Regions from separate parts of the Sus scrofa genome. Here region 2 is linked to region 1. A link is a contact called in public targeted proximity ligation data. All regions are on one chromosome and are shown on one strand. The core of a region is the stretch at or near the end of the contact, and the rest is flanking DNA. Distances in the headings are between cores, read along the strand shown. Region 1 overlaps LOC106510388 (a long non-coding RNA gene). Region 2 holds the start of LOC110260812.

What was found.
Region 2: a targeted proximity ligation map of skeletal muscle shows a contact between it and region 1. A contact is called at or near these places in 1 of 5 promoter capture datasets (fetal skeletal muscle), 5 of 47 Hi-C or Micro-C datasets (embryonic fibroblasts, fibroblasts, heart right ventricle and 1 more) and 1 of 2 datasets of targeted methods (skeletal muscle).

What each region holds. Positions count from the first base shown.
Region 1 is chr5:76,974,524-76,981,426 of Sscrofa11.1, forward strand. The region is part of intron 2 of LOC106510388 (a long non-coding RNA gene); the gene reads left to right. Among named protein-coding and RNA genes, the nearest start is that of SLC38A1, 99 kb to the right of the region's middle.
Region 2 is chr5:77,073,194-77,079,878 of Sscrofa11.1, forward strand. LOC110260812 reads left to right here and starts at 3,530. Exons shown (of 1, transcript XM_021092993.1): 1 at 3,530-5,183. The coding sequence starts at 3,730. The coding sequence ends at 4,680. It overlaps SLC38A1 (sodium-coupled neutral amino acid transporter 1), which reads right to left and starts at 3,530. Exons shown (of 18, transcript XM_003355629.4): 1 at 3,207-3,530.

The DNA.
Region 1 (6,903 bases), core at 2,983-5,482:
AGTGCCAAATGTTTTTCCAGAAAACCTTTTTCAGTTTCTGCTCTTGTCAACACTATAGACAATCACCTGTTGTGCCCCCATTTACCTGCAGCATTGGTGAGCACTGATCATTGTTAATTTGCATTTCTTTGATCATTACTGAGGTCAAATATTTCCTCATTGTTTTTCTTTGAACTTTGATTACAGCAGTTTATGTGTATTGCATGTATGCTGAAGAAGGTTTTGGTTGTTAATGTGTTCGGGCTATCATTTTTTTAAGGTATTGGCTCTTGGGCTCATATTTAGAAAAGCGTCTTTCATGACTAAAGTAATAAATTAATGCACCTAGGTTTTCTATTATACACTTATCATTTTGTTTTTTAATTTTTAAATCTTTGATCTACCAATTACTTTTGTGTAAGGCATAAAACACAGTTCCAGCTTCATTTCCCCCTATTTTTGTTTATCATACGTCCTTTTGAAAATAATTCACCTTGGAGTTCCCATAGTGGCTCAGTGGTTAACGAATCTGACTAGGAACCGAGGTTGCAGGTTTGATCCCTGGCCTTGCTCAGTGGGTCAAGGATCTGGCGTTGCCGCGAGGTCACAGACGAGCCTCGGATCCCGAGTTGCTGTGGCTCTGGCGTAGGCCGGCGGCTACAGCTCCGATTAGACCCCTAGCCGGGGAACCTCCATATGCCGCGGGAGCAGCCCTCAAAAGGCAAAAAGACAAAAAAAAAAAAAAAAAAAAAATTCACCCTTCCCCTGTTTAACTGAATAGTAATGGCAAATACTTGAATGGTGCTTTGTATACCAAGTAGTGATCCACGTGCTTTATGTATATGAACTCTTTTAAACCTCATCATCATACTATGAAACAGGTACTGCTATTACCCCCAATTTATTAACAAGGAAACTGAAGCCAGAAAGCTAAATAACTTGCCCAAGATCACGTGACAAATCATTGCTGGAACCAGACTGGAAGCCAGGGAGTTCAGGTCCAGAATCCACTCTCGTAGGCCCTGTACTACCTCAGTGAGATACTTCAAGGTCCAGGTCTAATGCTGCTTAACCCTACACCTTCTCTGGTCACTCCAGTGAAAACATGCTTTCCTTCCTTTTACTTGCAGCCTGGGCACTCACAGCATTTAAGTTCCTGCTTGGCAGGCAGGCTATATGCACACATGGCTCTCTTCCACAACAAATGCCAGCTTCCCTGGTGGCAGGGACAGGGAATTCAGTATATTTGCTCCAGATGCAGTGCTTTGCTCATAGAAATATAGAGTTTTCCTTTCTCCAGCATTAGTTTCTGTTTTAATTAAAAAATAATATGTGAACATTGTAAGCATTTATGTAGCACAAGAGTGAACACTGAGGTGTGTCTGTTTCTACAACTTCCTTCCAGAGGCATTTACTAGAAATTTCTCTCTCTCTCTCTCTCTCTCTCTCTATATATATATATATATATATATATATACATATATATATGTGTGTGTGTGTACCTTTTGTTTCATATAAATAGGAATATCCTAAGTATCTCATCTGTAGCTTTTTAAAATTCATGTATCTTAAACGTAGTTCTATCTGAACACAAATAGATCTAGCTCATTGTTTGTAATGACTTTCTAGCATCCCAAGCAAGGTTGGGCCATAATTTATTTAACCAGTCCCCTATAGGTGGCCACTCAGATCATGTCCAATCTTTTGCTTTTACAATGGTGAAATGAACATCCTCATACATTTTTCTTTAAGGACATGTGGGAGAAAATATGTAAGATTAAAATTATAGCAGTGGAATTGTTCTAAATATATATGTGTCATAATGCTCATTGAACCTTAGATTTTTTAGTTAGATAATATTTTAGAAATTACATAATTGACTTTCAAATAGTTACTGCATACTGAATGACTTTTGCAGAGAATCATTTAAACATGCAGAGACAAAAATACTAATAAGTATGGAAAAGGTTTACAAATTGATTTGACATTTATTCCAAATAAGATAAACTTGGATTAAAATTAATAAACTGTAAAGTGGTAGCCAAAGACCACTGAAGCTGTCATACACTGGTTGAGAAGCAGCATTTGAGTGGTTAAAATCAGGGCGTTGGAAACCAGACTTTCCTGTGTTGGAATCCATGGTATACCTCTCCTTAGCTATATGACTTTGGGCAAATTTACTTAACTTCTCTGGGTCTCAGCTTCCTCATTTTTAAAATCCTACTTCATAGGGTTGTAATGAGAATGAATGACTACATATGGAACACTTAGAGCGGGATTGTATAACAGTATATATAACAGTAACTGTTAGGCACTAGGTTAGGTGTCCTTAGAATGACAGTGGTGAGGGAGGAAAGAGTTACCAAATGAACTCATTGGTAACATATTCACAGACTAGAGAACTGAAATGCAAGAGTGAGATTGGGAAAAAATAGATATAAAAGCATGTTTATCTGTGGTGTTCATTTGACATAGCTGGAGAATCTTTGCCTTTGTTTTCCAGGAAACACAATTGTTCTTGGCTCTATTTTAGAGGATGCACATGGCTCAGTACAGGATGAGACTGATTTTGGCAAATGAATGGAACATTGGAGTGTTCAGTTTTAAGGCTTAATCAATTAAGCCATTCATTAAACATCCTAATACAACAATACAAGAAAATGATTGTTTAGAGTGTTGAATGTGATTTTTGCCGCTTGAATCAATTGCTTTGTTCCATTCATGAGAATAGCAGAAATTTTTAACAACATTATATAGTGTTTTTCATTTTTGAAGAACTTAAAGCTTGCATAATTTTATATAGTGTTGAGTAAAACCATTAAACAGATGTATTTGATCCACATGTGTTTACCTATAAATGCCATACTATTAATGGTCCCTTAAATTTATGTAGTGATGATAACAATAATTCTGTACATTTGCATAGTGCTTAAAATTCCTTTACAAATTTTTCAATTTTCGAGGACTGGGTCCATTTTTTTTTTCATCATATGCTCCTTTAACCTCTATTCTTGAAAAAATAAAGTAAGAAATTGGGACACTAAACTTCTTTAACATTAGTTTAAAGAAAAAAATACTTTTCTATTGCAGAGGAAACATATAGTCAGGAGGAAGTATAAAATTAATTCCTGTTGTAATAGTAATTGCATGATAACATTAGCTGTAAAAGAAATCATGTGAGAGTCTGATACCATTAAAATTAGTTGATTTCAGTAGGACACAAATGGTACGGATCCTTTTTGGTGGTGGGGAAGAAATTTGTCTTTTCCTGAGAGGTTTTACAGGTGAAAATAAGGCAGAAATCACGTTTTGTTATTAAGCTATTTAGAAATGCAATTTCTGCCTTATTTTCACCTGTAAAACCTCTTAGGAAAAGACAAATTTCTACCAGCTAAAAGAAAAACAACAAAACCTTGTCATTTAATTTTTTCATTGCACAAACTATAGGATTCCAGATGGTGGTGCTGTTTTCATGAAAGAAAACATTTCTATAAATCTGTTTCTTTTTTAGAGATAAATGATTATAATTGCTCTTTTATTTGCAAATTGAGCTGTTAAAGCAACAATGCCATACAGATACAATTTCTCTTAATCTTTAAAAAGCTACTGCTTTCAATTTGGGATTATTTTAATCTATAGTGATTAATCAGCAACGTGCTTAGCAAAAAGATAGTGGTATATTTATTTATGGCAGGTAGTAACATAAAAATGTGCATCATCATTCTTTATATTTGAAAAGCAAAATGTGCAGAGAATGCTCTTATCTTTGCAAACCACAGTGCTATATTAATGAAGATTAAAAAAAATACCTATAGAAAAGGTACAAAAATTTAAGGTGGTTAAAATGGCAATATTATTCAAATTCAAGGAAGCAGACTGTTAAAACCACACATTACATAAGTCCCAACAGTACTGCTTTTTAGATAATGTTTTGTTGTTATTTGTTTTCTTCAATTTTGCCTCCTTGATGTGAGAGTCATAAGGAGAGAAAAGTGTTTATGTATTTTTATTTTTAAAAGAAAATTCCTTTCTTTCTATAAAGCTTTCGATCTGAAATAATTCCTAAATACCTGTATTTGTCTCTCTGAATACCTGTGGATGCTTAATGGGAAAAACATTACCATGTATTTACTTAAATTAGAGAAATACCAATGTTTCTCGCAGAAGATCTGCAGCAGTTCTGTGTCTGGGCAGAGAGTTGTTTCTGGTGTGGAGATTGTCCCTGGCAGAAGCCCATTTTAAAATGAGGACAGCTGGGACTTGGGCTGAGTAAATTGGGCCTTGCTTCTCTGTGACACCTCAAGGAGAAAGTTAATGACAGGAGCTGAGCTCTGCTGGAATAAAAAGATAAGATGACCATTTCAATCCACTTCTGGCATCAAGGAGACCTCCCCAATTACACGTGCACAGAAAGACTCCTAGGGGTCAGAAAGGGAGGGTACCCCAAGCCATATTAAGTCCCGATAACCCCAGAACACTTTGCTCTGGAACCCATCTTGCCCAAAGTGCACACATATCAGAGAGGGCCCTGGGTCCAGTCAGGTGTGAGAAACAAAACAAGATAATTGGCCTAAGGAAAGCAAAGACCCAGAAGAACTGTCCTATGTAAGTGATTTAAATCACCTCTCTGGCACACTCCTCACTGAGGACCCCCTCACCTGAGCGCCTCCGTTGGGTGTGTATTACCACTTTGCTTCTGCCTTAGATAAACAGACTACTTCTCTGTGTGCTCTCCCACCTGGTATACTGTATAAACCGGTACAGGTATAAACTTTATACCTGTTTTTACAATCGTCGCCTCCTTAAAACATTCTTCCTTTCAACAGGGAGCAAGAATCAGGGCAATTCTACTTTCAGCCTCTCTCCTGTCTAGTGGCTAGGCTTCTTGGGCCTGCCCAGGTTCAATTCCTGAGCAGAGAATTAAGATCTCACTTCAAGCCATCACTCACTGCTGTCTCTCCGAGATCACTTAGGCTTATCTCCTCCTGATTGCAGGACAACTGCTATAACCTAGGTGTGCCTCATTAAATAGAAGAAGAGTCATTTCATTCCTTGAGTTATTTGTAAGGAAAATCTTTCCCTGAAGGACCACTACCCCAACCCCAGCAGACCTGCTTTCATGTATCTTGTATTTTTAGCCATGTACAGCACATGCTCATGCCTAAACCAGGATTGGCTTAGATCAATAAAAATTCACCTCCTGGAGGTAGAAAGGACCCAGATATCCAAATCTCAATGAAATTGGATTCTATTAGCAATAAAGAATGGGAAGAAGGAATGACAGTTTTGTAGGCTACCAACGGGGCCAGCCATGTTGGTAAATGGTGATTATTTGATATCACCATGCCCATAGGCTAGGATCAAAAACATATTGCATGGCTATTAACATCCTGTACCTCTAAGAGATGTCATTGATTAACAATGATGTGGCTCTTTAATGAGTCACTTATTCAACATCAGATATTACTTTTTTTTTTTTTTTTGCAAGAATAATACAAATAACTCCACCACCACCTCCAATTTGGGCTTAAATTGCCAACATGATGCCCCTTTACTCACAAATATTTAAGAAAGTAATTCCTACAAACATGGATATTCTTCTGCAGAACTACAATACATCCATCAAAATCAAGAAATTAACACCAGTACATTATTACTTCCATCTAATTCTCAGAAACTTTTAGAAGTTTAAATTAGGACTGACTTTACCTCTTGTCCCAATAATGTTTTTTATAACTATAGGAACCAATTCAAGATTGTGTGTTGCATTTAGTTGTGGCCTTCAATTGGGAAGAGTATTCCTCAGTCTTTCCTCGACTCTCATGACCTTGACACTCTTGATGATTATGGGCCAATTAGTTTTTAGAGTATTTCCTAGTTTGGGTTTATCTGATGTTTCCTCATGATTAGATTCAAGTAAAGCATTTTTGGCAGCAGTATCACAGAAAGGATGCTGCAATCTTATTGTATAGCACAGAGAATTATATCCAGTCTCTTGGGATAGAACATGATGGAAGAGATGAGAAAAAGAATGATTATATATGTATGCCTGGGTCATTTTGCTATATAGCAGAAAGTGGCACAATACTGTAAATCAACTGTGTGCCAATAAAAATATGTATTATTTATATTATATATTAAGTGTATATATTTATAATTGCATTTATAATATATGACATGTGTTATATGTCAGTACATTTAAAGAAAGCTTTGATTGTAGACAACCCTTATAATTTTATACCCAAATTAAAAAAAAAATAACGCAGTTGCTCATGCATTGTGGCCATATTGATGGTACACATTCCATCCCTTTTTGGTCAGAATTTCTGAGCTTCCTAAGAGGCAAAACTGATTAACAAAAAAAGAAAAAAGTGGAGTTCCCATCGTGGCACAGCAGAAACGAATCCGACTAGGAACAATGAGGTTGCGGGTTCGGTCCCTGGCCTTGCTCAGTGGGTTCAGCACTGCCGTGAGCTGTGGTGTACTTTGCAGACACGGCTCAGATCCCACATTGCTGTGGCTCTGGCGTAGGCCGGCGGCTACAGCTCCAGTTAGACCCCTAGCCTGGGAACCTCCATATGCTGCAGGTGTGGCCCTCAAAAGACAAAAAGACAGAAAAAAAAAAAGAAGAAGAGAAAAGTATATTCACTTCTCTTCTTTGAGCAGATTGAGATGCATATCTGGTTCAAAAGAGAACCTAGGTGAAGTGGTGAAAAGTCAGAGGTATGTTGGGAAGTGATATATCTACATGGAGGTTTTTTGTTTTTTGTTTTTTTCCAGAAAGTAGTACTTTACACACACTAGACAGTAAGTATTTGTTGAATAACATTGAATTTTAGGGTAGAGCACAATGAAAAACATTTGGTGAGCATCAAATCAAAAGAAACAGGAATAGAAAATCATTGTGGCAGAAGACCAAAGAAT
Region 2 (6,685 bases), core at 2,280-4,779, 98 kb after region 1:
TTTTCAGGAAAGTGTTTTAAAATGATTAAATATTCATTGACCAGTAGAAGTAGAGGGAGCTTTCCTGATCAACTTTCCCCACCCCCTGAGAGATGAGAAACCAGAAGTCCCTTTTAATTCAGTATGTGTGGAGCACTAACACTGTGCCAAGCACTTCGTATCCATTATCTTCACTCAACCTTCAGGGTAACTCACTATGATGGGTACAATACCATCGATACCATCATTATCATCATTCCCATTCAAATGAGAATGGGAAAAAAAAAAAAAACCCTGAGGCTCAGAGATGCTGAACAACTTGCCCAAGGTCCCCGGGGCTGGTAAGTTGAGACCTGGCATTTACATTTGATACAAAGTATATGGCCTTACTCTCCCAAGGTGATCGGTGAACACTTATGTGAAGAGGTAGAGAAGTGGCATTTGGGCTAAGCCTTCACAAATAGCACTTCAGTAGGCCTTCCAGTTTGCAATCAACATCACTATGGAGGGAGATGAGTGACAGGGAGGGCATGGGGTGAACAGGGAGAAAGAGGTGGGAAGAGGTAAGGAGCAGATTGTAGAGGGTCCTGCGTGTCCGGCTCAGGGACTAAAATTTCAATTACAGGCAGTGGAAACACACTGAAGGTTTTTAGAAGCAAGGTCATTTTAAAATGAGTTTCAAAAATATAGATCACATGGAAGGGTCAAGACTGAATTAGGGAAGCAGAGCTTGGAGTGGAGGAGACCCACTAGAAGCCCATCGCACCTCCTTTGCCATGCACTGTGCTTGCATCCACTCCCTGGAGGGCTGGTTTCTTCAAGGCACCTACATATCTAGTTCATGGTTCTTCTATTCTGACCCACTGCTGCCACTTGCCCTGTCCAGGTCAGGTGTCAGAGACCTGAACCTGGGCAGTGGGGAGAAGCTGAGAAGACAGGTTTGTGCAGGGGCCAAAAGTGGAGAGAAGAGAGAAGGAGAAGCAGAGTAGAAAAAGACTCTGATGTTTCAACTTAGCAGGGGAACAAATAATGACATATAGAAAGAAAGAGGTGGTCAACAGTAACAGAAAGAGGTGAACAGGATGTTTTGGCCAAGATCTCAGTCCAACGGGCATTTATTAAGCAGCTACTCTGGGCTGGGCATTAGGGGAACAACAGTGACTAAGACTGGTTTTTGCCCTCACATCGCACCCAGAGGGAGGAAAAGACCTGGCCTCCTAGTTTCAGGACAAGTATGCCCTGTCCCCCAGGCCCTCCTAGAGGGTCATCTATCTCAAGCATCCTACCCCATCACATGATCTTGTTTTATTTCTTCACTGCAGGACCAAATCTTCAAAATTAATTTCTAGGTGCATTTATTGTCTGTTTTCCCCAGGAGAATGGAAGTCTCACAGAAACAGGAACTTGATCTTAGTTGCTATGGGTGCCACATAAACCTTCAGTAGGAAACACTTACTGAATACTTTGGGGTGGGGGGAGTGAATAAACCTCAAGTTTAATACCTCAAGCCAAACTAAGTGAGTTTTACAAGGCGATATAGTGAGAACTGCGGAGGAAAAAAAAAAAAAACATTTTGAGGTTGGGGTTCAAACCAAATTCCAGGAGGCCCTCCATGGATCAGATAGAGCCCCATTTTGGCCGTTCTGCATGGATTCCAGGCATACCCACCCCGCCAGAGACGTTTTACAATGAGGCCAGCCAGCCACCTAGCTCAGGTTTTATTTCCGTTGTCCTTCTGACGTCAGAAAAAGCACGAGTTGCTGCACAGTTTCTTCTATCAAGGTGACAAATTACAGGCTTGCTGGGCCTTGCAGTCTGCAAACCATAGATTTAGTCTCTCCTCCCCTCTACGTTAAAAAATTTTAAACCCACGGCAGAGATGCCAGATCCCTTCCCAAATGCAAATACATAACGTTTCCTCTCGCTGGGGTCTTTTCCCCTCTACTACACACATCCCAGGGATTCGACTGCGATAGTATACGATCCTGGTGGCAGTTAGATTTTCACCGGAGAACCAGCGCTATGAAAACTGGGTCCGCGCCGCAGAGGGCGACACAAAGGACTCTAGATTGTAGCACCACCTTCCCAAGCCGAAGACAGCCTGTGAAAGGCACCAGAAGCGCCGTGACGCTCTTACCGCGAAATTCTTTTTGCCGCCATATGTACTTACTTGTGCCTTCTTCACTGTCTACGGTTCAGCCCAAGCCCTGGGCCGGGCGGTTCCGCAGGGAAGCGACGCCCAGGCAGCCCCGTAACCTGGGGGTCCCAGTGGATGCTGAGGCTCCCGATGCTCCGGGAAGCGGATTGCCGCGGTGGGGACGCGCACTAGTGCGAAGGAGCGTTTTCCTTCCAGCACTGCTGGCGGCGAGGTTAAAGGCCTTTTGTGGCCACCTTTAGGGACCTGAGCGAGATGCAGGTCTTGGGAGAGGAGGTGGGAATGGAGACGAGGATCCTCCGAGCCCCGGCCCCCGTGCAAGCGGTGGCCTTTTGTTCGTCAGCTCCAGCAGATCCCAGCTCTCAGAAAACCGCAATTCTCCTTTTCTCCCCTTCTTTGTTTGGGAAAGAACCTCTTCGGGGCGGGAAAGGGCAGTGAGTCACTGCCAGCATCCTTTAGTAATGCTCCCCGCCCCGCATCCTCCCACTCCTCTCGGTTACTGAGAGCCGGGCAGAGCTCGAGAAGGGCCGGCACGCGTGCTCCTGTTTACTCCCGCTCCGCGCCTCCGCTCCCCAGGCCAGCAGCCAGTCCCTAAGACCCAGCCGGCCGCACGCAACCCCCCGGAAACATCACATGTCCTCCTTAGGGCCCTGCAGACACAGGAAATTCCCCGCAAATGCCCGGCATTCATACACTCCTCGGGTACGCAGTCTCGCCCTCATGTCGGCTGCGCTCTCCCCCCGCGTGGTCCCTGATCCTCATATAATTTAACCAAATCTGGTGCCACAATCTGCCACTCTGAAAACAAGACCCCAGAAGTAAGCCACAGCCCACTCAAAGGTGAAATCGGGCTCCGGCGCCTCCTTACTCTGCTGCGGGCAGTCAGAAGAACCGGAGTTCTGGACTTTTCTTAAAGGCAAAAATCCCAACGCATCCCGCACAGCCGCGCACTCCTTCCTTTCACGCCGCATGGATGACTTCTGCGTTACCGTCTCCTCTCACATCTAAAACATCCCTTCCCCTCCCCGCCGCCACTCCCTCAGCTCTCCCGGGGAGTGGAAAATCGCCTTACCTGGGATAATAAAGGGAAAAGTGGCGAAGGGAGACGTCAAGATATCCGCCCTTCCGGGCTTTTCCCCCGGCGAGCGATGTCCTTTGTGTCAAGGTCTGGCTGCTTCGACGGGGAAAAGGTGGCCTCCGTCAGCTAGAGTTGGGCGGGGAGGCTCGGCGTGGCGTGGCGGGAGGAAGGTGAAGGGCGGCGACCTTCAGGAGGAGCGGTGTGGCTGCCCCAGCCTGCGCTCTCTTGGCTCTCTCCTCCTCCTTTTGGGGCCGATTGCATCAGAAGCTCCCCCACGACCAATCCCCATCCACACAGTGTTCGCCAGCCTCACACTTACATCCACACGCTCGACCGCTGAGGGTCCCGAGTCGCAGTCATTCTCCTACAGGGGGCGCGTCGCCCTGGCGCAACCATGGCTCGTGATGGTTTAGCGGGGAAAGTCAGGCTATTCCTCCTCGTCCCGTGAGCCGTCGCCTCTGCTCTTGCGCGCCCGCTCTTTAACCGAAGCTGCGTGTCTCTGAGCGGTGCCCGTCACATGGTGACCCCGCCGGCGGCCGCCCCTTGGAGCCTCCCGGTCGCAGCCCGCCGAGGATGCAGCGACCGCAGCTGGCGGAGACTGAGCATCATCGCAAGAGGCAGGCAGGGGTTGCGAACGCGCGTGTGCTGGGCGCGCCGGCGGTGGCACCGGGAGCGGAGGCTGCGCGCAGCCTGGACACCTGCCCCACGCCCTCCTGGGGCCGGGCAGCAAGCCAGAACCCAGTCGCGGCGGCGGCTGGAGACCCGGAGCCCTCGGGGATGGAGATGGGGGTTGCTGAGGGGGTTCGGAAGGAGGCCAGGAGGGCTGGTGGCTTGGGGGCGAGGGGCGCGTTTGGGATACGCCAGGGCCGAGCGGGGACGCGCTAGCGCGGGAGTTGCATTGTGGGAAGGGAGCTGGGAGAGGATGGCGGCCGGAGTGGTGGGTCCGCGCGTAGCCCCGCGAGTCACGGGCAGCGAGGGAACGGCGTGTCGGCTCCCGGGACTGCAACAAAATACCGGGGTTGCCGGGGGTGGGGGCGAAGTGGCCAGAGCCCCGGGGCGCGCCAGCACCCCTGGACACCCTTTGTGCGTAACCCGCCGACGGAGGCGCCTCCCCTCTTCCGGATACCTCGCCAGCCCTCCCGGAGCTCTGTGCTGGGGGACTTTCTTTGGGGGATTGGTGATTTTGCTGGACTGCAGGTGGGCTTCGGCCCGCGGGGAGACCCCACGTAATCCCGGCCCTGGGGCCCGGCGCGTCTGGGTTCACGGAACCGGGCGCTCGAAATCGGGGGTCAGCGTGGGGCGAGAGAGCAGGTTGGAGGAGACTGGGACAGCTGGGCCCGTTTCCCTTTCTTTTGCTCTCTCTTTGTTCCAGGCACAGCTCCTTTGCACTGACTGGACACTTCCTTGCAGGGACGTGTGTTTCCTTAAAATGGCGACAGGAAATCCCACCTGCGCGCCAGCCAATTAGACTGTCAGCACCGCGCGAATTTGCGGGGTGGAAACTCGAGCCTTTTATTGACGGGAATGGTTCCGTCTCCGTGTTCCATCAAAACAGGAAAGGGAAGGTGAATCATCATTCAAAAATTAACCTACCTGGAGAATTTCAAGCGGGCAGACCGAGTAGTCTGTGCCATGGAGGGACTATGGTTTTTTTAATCATCGCTGGAAAAACGAGAGGACAACCACACTCCTCACAGCTGACTAAAATCCTCATTGCCTCGGATGGCATTAAATGGTCTTCATTAGTTCAACGGGGAATGTCTGAGAACCACCTTCAGAAGGCCCGCTCTTGAATAAACCCAAGAAACTGAAAGGCAGGGCAAATAGTAGGAGGAAGGTGGTGGACAGCCTCGCCCCCACAGACCTGCGATGAATTCTGCCTGACACTGCTTCTCTCACCTGCTTCGCTTTTGTCCTTAGTCCTGTTTCCCAATTTGTTTAAAAAAAAAAAAAAAAAAAAAAAAAAGAGGGTTAGTGCTACCACATCATACCAATATTCTACAAGTCACCAAAAAAAAGTTGGTTCTTCTCCCCTTCCTTCCTAGAGGAAGTTAATTTAGAAAGAAATTACCCATTTTTAAGTAGTGTGCACCTTGCGGGGAAGAGATCATTCTTACTATGAATAAGGTAAGAGATCTGAATAGGCTAAGTAGGTAGAGGGCAAGCATCACTCCGTAAGCCTGTCGAGATGTTTACCTTATTGAGCAGAATGTGTATCTGCCAGATACAGCATGTGTAGCTGATCTCAAGCTTCTCTTTTGATGACAATTTTAACTTATTTGTTCATTTCTGTGCACCCAAGACTGCAGCTGAGGAGCATTTTTCAAATTGGATTCAGTGGTGATGAATGGGACTTCAGTCCTTGCCAGCTACTGCGTTAAGCACTTTATATGTAAATATTATCACATTTCATCCTTCCAGCTACTCAAGTGTTACCTTGTTTGTATAAACAAGAAAGCAGGTTTGAAGAGACTGTGTTGGACATGTTCACTTAAGACAATAAGTGGTGAAAGAGGATGTGAGAAAAGTGATTCCTGTTCAGGTCTGAATTCAAAGTCCGCACTCAGGCTTATCTGGGATGCTACAGCCATTTGCAACTAGCCACTCTCAGGCCTCAAAGAGTGTGGAAAGAACTTCACCCCTTATCTGAATGTTAGTTGACAACTGGAACTGGAGTGTAGACATCAACACTGAGGCTGAAGTGGAGATGCCGGCTGCTGTAGGGACTGTTGATGGGGAGGAAAGTGGGGGTGGGGTTCAGGACAAGTACCCCATCACTTCAGTGAGACTTACCCTTCAGGCTATTTGTGGGGAAACTTTCAGAGGTCCTTTCAGTAGCTCGGCGCTTAAACCCAGTTGCTGTGGTCTCGAATGGGGGCAAGGGGTGTCACAGTGATGCTGCTGCTGCTCACTGTGTGCTTCCCCGAGAGACAAACAACAGGATAAGCACCTTACAGATGGTCCCTCATTTAATTCTCCCATCATTCCTAAGAGGTGCAGACCGTCCTAATCCCTGATTCACAGGCTCGGGAGTTTATTCCGCGTCCACTCAGCAATAATTGGCAGATCTAGGTCTTGCATCCGGAGCTGACTTCAAAGCCAGCTCTAAAAATGTTCCTTTTATGCTGAAACAACCCTCTTTGGAGGGCCAGGAGGCAGGATGGGTACCAACCCCTCTACCTTCATATGAGGACCACTGCCCTGTTTCCAGAGAGCACAGGGAGCCAGTTTGCTCTGTCATAGGTTTGCAAGCCCCAAGGCCTTTTTTTTTTTTTTTCTTTTTTTCTTTTTCTTTTTACTGCACCCAGAGCATGCAGAAGTTCCCCAGGCCAGGGCTCAAACCTGTACCACAGTGGCAGCCCAGGCCACTGCAGCGACAACTCTGGATACCTAACCTGCTAAGCCACATGGGAACTCCCCTCGGGCCATTTTTTAAAAATAAATTTTGGGGTTCCCATCGTGGCGCAGTGGTT